Linked DNA regions of Sus scrofa: region 2 is linked to region 1. A link is a contact called in public HiChIP or PLAC-seq data. All regions are on one chromosome and are shown on one strand. Each heading gives the region's core, a stretch centred on a gene start, on an enhancer-like site or on the middle of the called end of the contact. The rest is flanking DNA. Distances are from core to core; before and after follow the strand shown.

The links. HiChIP or PLAC-seq counts read pairs in DNA pulled down with a chosen protein or histone mark.
Region 2: an H3K27ac HiChIP or PLAC-seq map of alveolar macrophages shows a contact between it and region 1. The contact joins the promoter of NUS1 here to the promoter of ASF1A in region 1. A contact is called at or near these places in 1 of 5 promoter capture datasets (liver) and 1 of 2 datasets of contacts at active chromatin or transcription factors (alveolar macrophages).

The regions. Positions count from the first base shown.
Region 1 is chr1:43,212,582-43,217,859 of Sscrofa11.1, reverse strand. It overlaps ASF1A (histone chaperone ASF1A), which reads left to right and starts at 2,841. Exons shown (of 4, transcript XM_003121238.4): 1 at 2,841-3,398. The coding sequence starts at 3,290. The region is part of intron 7 of MCM9 (DNA helicase MCM9); the gene reads right to left.
Region 2 is chr1:44,182,749-44,188,386 of Sscrofa11.1, reverse strand. It overlaps NUS1 (dehydrodolichyl diphosphate synthase complex subunit NUS1), which reads left to right and starts at 2,163. Exons shown (of 5, transcript XM_001928072.7): 1 at 2,163-2,792. The coding sequence starts at 2,378.

The DNA.
Region 1 (5,278 bases), core at 1,592-4,091:
CTGTTCTAGGCATTAATTTAGGCTTTGTTTTAGAGCCGAAGCAAACTTTTTCAGCCATCCTTCCCTCAAGCAGTCTGTACAGAAAGAAGTGATTTGGGGATTACATTCCATGTAGCCCTACAAGCATCATATGGGGTCCCCTTGGGTACTTAATACATAACGACATCCGTGGTCTATTTATCTATCTATCGCAAAAGGGTTAATTAACTGTTTTGAGAGTCACCAAAAAGTTGTTCAGCAACTGATCTTATAGACTGCCTCTGAAACCAGAATAATGGTTTTACAATCCTTTTCTCTAAATGTTTGCCAGTTAATTTAGAAATAGGCAAAGGCACATCTGGAATCCCTTTGGTCTTTCCTGGAATGCATTGTTAATGGTGAGGAAACTATTGCAGAGTGTCCAAAGGCTCCTTAGTATTTTTGAGAAGCAGTAACAAAGAGTTAAGATGGGAAAGGCAACATGAAAGGCCTAGAGTCAACTCTTGGGGCTTTTTTCCCCTTAAATTCTATTATATGTGACATGGTAAACAAAGTATTTTAAAGAAAATAAGCCAAACTAATAGTATCGAGGGAAATCTCATTCTTTTTTTTTTTTTTTTCTTCCCCTTTTATGGTCACTTCAGCATATGGAAGTTCCTGGGCTAAGGGTTGAGTTGGAGCCACAGCTGCCAGCCTACACCACAGCCACAGCAATGCCAGATCTGAGCTGCATGTGCAACCTACACCACAGCTTGCAGCAATGCTGAACAAGGCCAGGGATTGAAATCACATCCTCTCGGACACTATGTTGGGTTCTTACCCTGCAGAGCCACAAGGGAACTCCAATCTTCTTGTTCTTGATGCTGCATATCCACCAAAAACCAATCTTAAGACATAACTTATTACGACACACCTATGGTCAGACTGCAAAATGCACTTGATTTTACCAAGCTTATAACGCCATTTGTGTTGAGTAAGTGGATTAGAACCTCCTAAATGTGCCTGCAACATTCAGGAAACTGCATATACTATTCTCAAGAGAATCACGTTTTATACTTCAAATGGTTATTTATCTTATATATCCAGTGAGTCTTACAGCATACAGCAATTTACACTTTATTTGAGGTAGTATTAAGACCAGCACTAATAACACTGAGCAGAGAATATAGTTTATTAATTTATCAGTCAGCATAATATGCATCTGTCACCACAGTATGACCCTTATACTCTAATGCACACAAACAACTAGGCTTGAGGAAAATTTTGCTTGTAGGTCCTATTTGACTGCTAATGCACTGACAATAAAAATGGGACCCTTGCTCTTAAGTATTTAAATAGTAAATAGTAAATGTGTGTGTAAGTAGTAAATGTGGGAGGACTGGTATTTTCTGTTCATTATTACTTTCAAAAGAGCATCAGATGAAGAAGTCTCATTAAAAGCAACCTATGGAGTTCCTGTTGTGGCTCAGTGGTAAACGAATCCGACAAGGAATCATGAGGTTGTGGGTTCGATCCCTGGCCTTGCTCAGTGGGTTAAGAATCCAGCATTGCCATGAGCTGTGGAGTGGGTCGCAGACATGGCTCGGATTCTGCGTTGCTGTGGCTTTGGCATAGGCGGGTGGCTACAGCTCTGATTCGACCCCTAGCCCGGGAACCTCCATATGCCACAGGAGCGGCCCTAGAAAAGGTAAAAAGACAAAAAAAAAAAGCAACCTACTCAAGTATGAACAAAACTTAAAATTCTGGGCATTATACTGAAACTTTCAGCATAGATGATACTTAAGGAATATTTTCTTTCCTCTAGATTTAATTAGCCAAGTCTAGAGACTTCATTCAAAATTCTTAAGAAAAAAAAGTGGCTTATAAATATCGGTTCTATTAGAGCAGAAAAAGAAAAAAGAAAACCTTTATACCACTCTTACTTGGCAAATAGAAACAGTTCAACAATCTTATAAATGTGTTACGAGCTTATCTTTTCCCTACAAAGATAGTCAAACAGCAAATAGACACTGAATGTGGAATAATCAAGCAACAGTTTCCCTTGTTTGTGGTGCCATAATTTGTATTTACTAACCTTTTAGGTCATGGATTTTTTGAAAATTGCATGTCAGTATTCCTTTGTGATTCCTACTCTCCTTTTCCCTTCTCTATTGATATCTGTTACCTTTTGGTCTCCTCACACTGCAATTTTCTCCTTTTATTTTCCTGTTATGCCCACCACACAGTAGAAACCTGGAGTGTAACTGATCCCACCTCCAGTAATCTTTTTCTTATTCTAGAGTTTCCAGATTGGAATGGGAGAAAGAAGACCGAGGTGCCACCCAAGTATTACCTATTGCACAAAGTGTGTGCGGAAGAGCGTCTTCTCGCCCTTCATTTTGTATCTACTTAACTAACGGCGCTATTGTGCCCAAACGCAGGTATTGGCCAAGAACTACATTTCCAAAATGGCTTTATTCCTTTTGAGTTGGCATCAGTCTATAAAATACAATATACTTCCACTGCAACCAACCCTTTTTCTACACCCAATATTACCCAACATACAGAGGCTGAACCTAAGCTACTGTGGACAACAGATTCACATGTGCTTAATTCAGTAGAGAGCCGGAAAAGCCGTTGGACTGATGTTTAAAAAAAAGCGTTAAAAGAAAAAAACCCACAGCAAGCAATCCCAAGAGGCGGGCGTTGCCTGAGATCACACCCTCCCGCCGCCAGGCCCACGGCGAGCACGCCTCCTCGCCGTGGCCACGCCCCCGCCGCCTCGCCCGTGACCACGCCTCCTTCGACCCCGCCCCGCCGCGGCCACGCCCGACGTGCGGCGCGGGAGCCGCCGGGCCGGGGGGCGGGGCCTGTTCCGCCCCTCCCCCCGCCGCCGCCGCCGGCGGCCTCCGCGCGGGCCTCCCAGCCCGTATTCCACTCACTTTGTTCTCCGCCTTTGTCCTAATCCACACCAGCAGGTGGAGCCGCAGTTAAAGTTTCCGAGTCCATTCCGGGAGCGGGAGCCCATCTTGCTCGCCGCAGAGGCCCTCGCTGGAGGAGGAGGGTCAGAGCTCGGGTGCAGCCAATCGCGGGCAACGCTGCTAGTTATCAGAGCAGAATGGGCTGTAGTTTAGTGAAATAGGAAAGCTGCAAAACACAGTGGAGTGTTCCCGTGTAAATAAAAAGAGGAAAAAAAAGTTTCTCAAGTCGCCGCTGCACGACGTCGGGCCGGCGCCGGGGCGGGGGTCTGCGCTCTCCCGAGCGGCCGCGCGCTGGACTTTATTGTGCCGCAACAAGCCCCCGTTCCCATTGTTTGTGTTTTTTTCAAAATATGGCAAAGGTTCAGGTGAACAATGTAGTGGTGCTGGATAACCCTTCTCCTTTCTACAACCCATTCCAGTTCGAGATCACCTTCGAGTGCATCGAGGACCTGTCTGAAGGTGAGTCGGGCGCCCGCCAGCCGCCGGGCTGTCAGTTGCGGGCTGCAGACGTTGAAAGTTTCCCGGGCCCGGCCTCGCGCGGGCAGTCGGTGCTCGGCGCCGGGCGAGCTGCGGTCTCGGCTCTGCGGAGGGAAACTTGAAGTTGATGGACGACGGCCGCCGAGGCGTGCGCGGCGTTCGGCCGCAGCCGGGGCGCCTGCTGCGGCTCAACTTGCGAGGAACTTGTTCGAGCGGAGGTAGCCATGTTGTCAGCTTTGTCTGGCGGGCGGGCGGTTCACGAGACCCGCACTCTCTCCCGCGGCACCGGCCAGGGGTCGCGCCGGGCTGGCCCCGAGCCGCGAATGGCTTCCACGGCCCCCGCGGTCCCGGCGACGAGGTGGAAAGGGAGAGGCATGTGTGTGGTCGCGCCGGCGAGTTAGCAGCGGAGCCATCTTACCAAGAGTAGAGAATTGGGCCACCGACCCCGGCGTCACGACGCCTCCTCTCCGCGGGTGACGAACACGGCGCCCCGCCTGCCCACCTTCCTGCCCCGGAGCGAGAGGCAGATCCATTTTTAGAGCTAATGCCGGAGTTACCGTACACTCCTGGGTGGCCATGCCCGGCCGCTTCGGGGAGGAGAGCGAGGCTGTCCTCGCGCTGATTTCTGGCTCCCTCGACCAACCAGCGGGGGAGGCGGGCGCAGGCTCGGCCCCTCGGCGCCGCGGGCCGGCGACGGCGCTCCCCGGGGGCCGCGGGTGCTCCCGGGCCGGCGCTCCAGGGCCGGCGCCGGGGATGCTCGAGGCGCCTGGGGGATGCTGGCGCGCAGGCTCGCCCCGACCGGCGTGGACTCCTCATCCTTAAGGACCGAAATCTTCTCTCAGGAAGAAAATATTGCTAGCTAGGTGGTTACATTTAACCCAAATGCAGAAATAAGTAAAATATTTAAATAGTTTCCAGGACCTTATCACTGGTTTCTAAGTAGTCTGAAAGAAGACTTTCTTCAAGAACGTGTTGAACTCTAATTAAAATAACTCCACATCCAAATAACCTGAACATAAAACACAAAAAAGTGGGCTAGGAAATAAAAGGTTAAGTCCTGATGGTAATGCAGAAATTTGTGCCATTTTTTCTAAGTCCATTTTTAAGGTCTTAAAAAAGATAAATATTTTTAGTATGTGCAGTAATATTTAGAAAGCTAAAGTTTGCTAAGGTCTTACTCTCGCGATTTTACTAAAATTGTCCAGTGCTTCATTTTGAAAATTTGAGGAGGAAAAAGTTTTAACTTCACCAACGGTAATTTTAAAATTAAATAGACGTACTTTTAACTTACAGGTGTGTTTAACAAAGTGCATTTTTAAAAATATGCTAACCATGGCATGTAAAGCACTTTCACTTTAAAAATTGGTTTTTAATCTCTATATCATGTATTTTATGTAGGGTGTTAACGTTTTAAATTACAGAAACAACATGCTTACTGTAATAAACTTTTTAAAAGTTGTGCAGACATAATAACGTAACCATTCTCTATACTCAGTGCCTCCCCCATTTCACTCATCTATAAGTAATTATAATACTTTAGTCTGTGCTTTTCCATGTAGTTTTACTACATACATAAAGCCTATGTGCACATATATAAGTAGGGCACGTTTTGAAAGACGATTCATTTGTTGAACTAATTCCTAAATAGGCCATTGATAATAAAATTAAAACAGATTAATAGGGTACTCTGAAGCTACTTGGTTACTTTCCCATAGTATACAGGCCTACATTCATAGGCATTTCAACCACTAGGCCCATTTTCATGCCCATTAGTCTGATTTTTCCTTTTTATTTTCAGTTGCATATAAAAGTGGGCAAATGCAAGAGGGAAACTTTTGATGAATCAACTCCACCTTATACTG
Region 2 (5,638 bases), core at 914-3,413, 970 kb before region 1:
GGCTATTTGTATTAGTTTAACCACAAGATTACGATTGTTGATAATGAGAAATGTAGTAAATGATAATGTACTTTGTAGGAAAAAACCCGAAATTGTCTCATTTTTCTGCAGTAGATTAAATTACTGAGCTCTCTACTGACCAGACATTACGCTAAACACTTTGTGTACACTATTGCCCTAGTCCTTACAACAATCAAATGAGGACTGGAATAGCATCACCTCAAAAGGTACCATTTCCACACTATAGAGAAGGATACAGGGAAAGGAGTAAGGATGAGTTAGCTGAAAGGCTCTTCCTTAGAGTCCAGACACTTACACATTAACCTAACAGTTTTCTTTTCTGTAAAACTGAGATAGTTCCATCTGACCTACACAGGTCATATGCTTGGTTGTAAAGATTAAGTTAACTTTAAAATATTTTTGTAAACTGAAAAGAAATCAAACACTATTCCCATCATGTTTGGGACTTAATATCTTTCTGAGGCTGTGGAATTCTTTCTGCATTTTTCTGTTCATGGAATTCGAGGAGTTTAGATATGTTTAAGAAATCCAAAATTTGTATTCCGAAACCTTAAAGCTCCTAAAAGTGCCACATTTTATTCCTTTTTTTGGAGGAGGGGGGAATAACAAAATAAGAAATCATTCAGAAAAGAAAGAAGTTCATAAACTTCTTTGGATTGAATGTATATACATATATCAGGACACCATAGTGCAGTTTTCCTTTTATTGTCCCAGAATTGTGGTTGACAATAAAAGGCAATGAATGAATCTGCCTCCTTCTCAGTGCAGAATTCCAGGCAGAAATGGGAGCAACCCCTGGGCATTGTCATTCCTAGCCTACTAGATGCCAAAGAAGAGAAGTGGGCTTCCTTCTCTTCCCGGAGTTCCCGTCGTGTCTCAGGGGTTAACGAATCCGACTAGGAACCATGAGGTTGAGGTCTTGCTCAGTGGTAAGGATCCAGCATTGCCGTGAGCTGTGGTGTAGGTTTCAGACGCGGCTTGGATCCCGCGTTGCTGTGGCTCTGGCGTAGGCTGGCAGCTACAGCTCCGATTGGACCCCTAGCCTGGGAACCTCCATATGCCTCGGGAGTGGCCCCCAAAAGGCAAAAAGACAAAAAAAAAAAAAGAGAGAGAACATCAGAGAAATGTGGCAAGTTGTCAGCTGGGGATGGGCGCGCACGCGGGGGCAGGGGTGTCTGTGGAGTATGTAGCCTAATTTCTTTCTTTCTTTCTTTCTTTTTGCTTTTTAGGGCCGCACCTGTGGCATGCGGAAGCTCCCAGGCTAGGGGTCCAATCCGAGCTACAACTGCCGGTCTATGCCACAGCCACAGCAACGCCAGATCCTTAACCTACTGAGCGAGGCCAAGGACAGAACCCGAAACCTCATTGTTCCTACTCTGATTCATTTCCACTGTGCCAGGACAGGAACTCCAGATTGGCTGTGTAAAAACGATGATACCACACTTTACATCAAACAGAGATGGTGGCTGAGGTCAATCGAGCTGGTAGTTACAATCGCTGAATGAATGAATGAATGAATGAATGAATGAAATGACTGGAGTGACTGGAGTGGCAGGCGATGGAGCTCTCTTTTAAGTACTAAGCAATGAATAGCCTGTAAGGATACCATTTGGCGAGGAATGGCGTGGGCAGAAAGCAGTGTTTCAGGAAGATTACCTTTAATTCAGGAACAATATCCTCATTGCCATTCTTGGAAGAATTAGCCTCAGCTAAAAGGTTTGACCAAAGACCTCTCTACAGGACACACTTTTTTGCCTCAGCATACATTTCCTTTTGGAAACCGTGGTTGACCTCCAGCACCAACACTTACTGAGGGCTACTTTTTTACCCTCAGGTTCTTTCCGGCATTTAAAATTTCCAATCCATCTGAGCCATTTTCACTCCATGGGAGCCGTTTCCCGTTTCTGGCGAGTCTGCGAGAACAGACAGTATAATAAGACTCCCAGGACCCAACACCCAGTCCAACTAAGAAGACCCGCTCGGGAGGGGGAGGGTGGGATCCTGCTCCTCACCCTCCACACTTGTAGGGGGCGCTGTCCGTCCTCCGCCCATCTAGTTCGCAGGCGCACGCCCTCCCTCCAGTCGTCAGGCTAGGCCACATCCTCCGACCTAGAGGCCGCGTCAGAGTTCCACGCCGACCAATCAGAACTGTCCATGTACTAGCTGGGGCGGGGCTGCCGAGGTAGGAGGAAGATGGCGGCGGGGGCGAGATGAGGTGTTGGCAGTAGAAAGGGGTTCGGCTGCGGGGGGCGGGGAACGCGGAGCAATGGCCCGCGCCGGCCGCAGGGCCGGATAAAAAGCGGTCGCGCCGCGGGTGTGGGAGGGAGAAGGGAGGACGCCCGGGCGCCACGAGAGTATGACGGGGCTGTACGAGTTGGTGTGGCGGGTGCTGCACGCTCTGCTCTGCCTGCACCGCACGCTCACCTCCTGGCTCCGCGTTCGGTTCGGCACCTGGAACTGGATCTGGCGGCGTTGCTGTCGCGCCGCCTCCGCCGCGGTCCTAGCGCCGCTCGGCTTCACGCTCCGCAAGCCCCCGGCTGTCGGCCGGAACCGCCGTCACCACCGGCATCCACGAGGGGGGTCGGCCTCGGCCGCCGCCCACCCACGACTACGCTGGCGCGCGGACTGCCGTTCTCTGGAGAAGCTGCCTGTGCACATGGGCCTGGTGATCACCGAGGAGGAGCAGGAGCCCAGCTTCTCGGACATCGCAAGCCTCGTGGTGTGGTGTATGGCCGTGGGCATCTCTTACATTAGCGTCTACGACCACCAAGGTGAGGCCTGGAGTGGCGATGCCGGGGCGTCTGTGGCCACAGGGACCGCACCTCCCGCAGGTGTACTTGGGGCGCGCCGTTCACCGCAGTTCTCCCGGCTCCGCGAGTTTACCTGTTCCGAAACTCTTAAGGGCAAATTAGGGTGCTAGCGCTTTCGAGGAAGGGAAATAGGCTTAATTGCACACCTATTAAGTCCCTGATTCGCTTTCAGTCGCTTTCTGTGTATTTAAAAATATTTCTTATTCGTTATAACGTCTCAAGAAGGTGGGTAATGTTTGTATACCCTTGTTTCACAACTGAGGGAGCCGAAATCAACAGAACTCACTGATTTGACCAAAGTTAGAAAGGTAGTAATAGGATTGAAATTTTAGCCAGTCTGTGCTTTTCCTCAGTTTTAGCTTTTTGTTACACCGATGTGGTTCTTCAGAGAAGCTCAAGGCACTGTTGGTAAATCACAGCAAGCTGAGGAGGATTTATGTCTAAGCTCAGTGGTTGGGGACAGGTGGCATTTGAAGTGGGCTTATGAAAAGTACGTGGGAGACTGGATAAGAAGAAAGGAAAGTGGTCACTTTCTGTCATCAGAGGTCTGGGATGATGTGGGATCCTCGATCTCTAGTGGCCAAGGCAGTACTTGACACAGTAATTGTCCTCCCATAAGTTTTAGTTGAGAAAATTTTCACCATAGGGAATTTCTGCAGCTACAAAAATTCAACATTTATGGGGAAGCTACAAATCTAAACCACAGTGCTTGGCATCTGCTTGAGATTCTTACATTTAATTCCAAGGACTCTAGACTTGTGGGGAGTAGACACACACTCACATGAGTGGCATGCTCAGTAATAAATGTTAGGAGTGAGTAACTGCTGTGAGAAGGGGGAAGAGAAATTCTGAATGGAGGAACTTGAGAAGTTAATGGAGAGGAGAGGAGATTTAAGCCAGACATTGAAAGAATGAGTAGGAGATAAGGCTGGGGAAGGCTCTGAATGTTAGCTTGGGTTTCAGTTAAATCCTGAAAGCACTGGAAATTCCTAAGAGGGAAGAGTGATTTAGGAGTATTGGTATGAAAGAAGGAAAACTAATGTTTTAGTTTTTGTTCAATAAGTTACTGGTGTGCTTTGCAATTTGGTTTTTAATCTTTAAATCTTTGTCAGATAGGCAGGTGTAAGTGTGAGGTTTTGTTAGGTTAGATTGAGGTCAGATAGTAATTCTTAGAGGGTATTAGAGTAATCTTTGGTTGACTTTTCACCTTCCTTGCAGCCAGCAAGGAATATGATGACTAAGTAGCCTGTCATCATCAAGTGATAATTTACCTTGTAAGGTAAAGTAAATACACTCAGGGGCTGACCTTTTATGAAACTTGACAAAGAACTTGACAGACCAGTAGAAATCACAAGACTGTTAAGAGGTGACACAATCTTTGCTTAAGAAATACTGTCTGGGGGGGGAAATAAGCGAAGCAGAAATGGGAATTAATTAAAGCCATTGAGTAGTGTGGTGAATTGACTTTTAAGTGAATCAGTTATGTCCCGGTGGTGATTTTTTTAACCTTTTGGTAGGGAAGGAAAATGAATAGATAAATATAGTTTCACTTGGTGACTGTGCCTCCTAACACAGATTATAATATTGCCACACTTTCTTGTTCCTCTAACTCTTGTTCCTGAATTGCTGATGTGATTCAGAAATATCCTATGTCATAGCACAAAAAGAAAAATGATTGGTAATGAAAAGGAAGAAGTCAAGCTAATCAGATATTGAGTGATAACCGAAAGGAGTTTTAGGGAACATTATCGGTGCAGGTTCACAGCATTTTGTGTTCTACTGTAAAAGCAATTTTAATTCTTTTTGTAAGGGCTAAGGGATTTTTAATTTCCTTGTTTGAAATAAGAGTCTTTCAATTTACTGATTCTTGGTTTTGATTGGTTGATGCATTTGTTTTACTGTTGATAATTGGGCATCTATTAAGTATCAGATACTGTTCCAGGCATGAGGGTGCAGCAGTGAAAAAGAAAAAATTCTGTGCTCATGGAACTTACATTTTAGTGGAAATCTGACAAATATTATAAATGACTAAAATGTATTAGACCAGAATGCAATGAGGAAAAATAAAGCAGGAGAATGGGAGAGGAATTTTGAAAATCAGTGGTGGAGTAGGGGTGAATTTTATTTTATTTATTTTTTGGTCTTTTTAGGGCCACAGTTGTAACATGTAGAGGTTCCCAGGCTAGGGGTCGAATCAGGGCTGTAGCTGCCAGCCTACACCACAGCCACAGCAACTAGGGATTGAAGCTACGTCTGTGGCCTACATCATAGCTCAGGGCAACGCCAGATTCTTAACTCACTGAGCAAGGCCAGGGATTGAACATGCATCCTCATGGATGCTAGTCAGATTCATTTTCCCTGAGCCACGAACGGAACTCCCGGGGTGAAGTTTTAAGTAGAGTTGCCAAAGAAAGCATCAGTGACTTCTGAGGATCAACTTGAAAGAGATGAGGGAGCAAGCCCTGTGGATGTGAGAGAAATTTTCCTTTTTCAGGGGAACTGTAGATACTTAAGCTATATTCAGTTTTCCCAAACTTTCACTTAAGCCTATTTCTATGTAAATATTTAACTTATTTTAAAACCCTTGTTGACATACTCTTAAATGCCACATTTATTGAGTACCTATTGTAATACGAAGCACTGGGATACCAAGAAGTACAAAAAATTGCACTCAAGTTAGGAGTTTATGCTCAAGTTAGGGATGGCTACTAAAAATTTATTTAAGGAGAGAAAGAAAAATCCCTGAGGAGCAGAGTTGTCCTCATATGTCCATAGTAAAGAAGAAAGTGGCTTTGCAAAAATAGGTA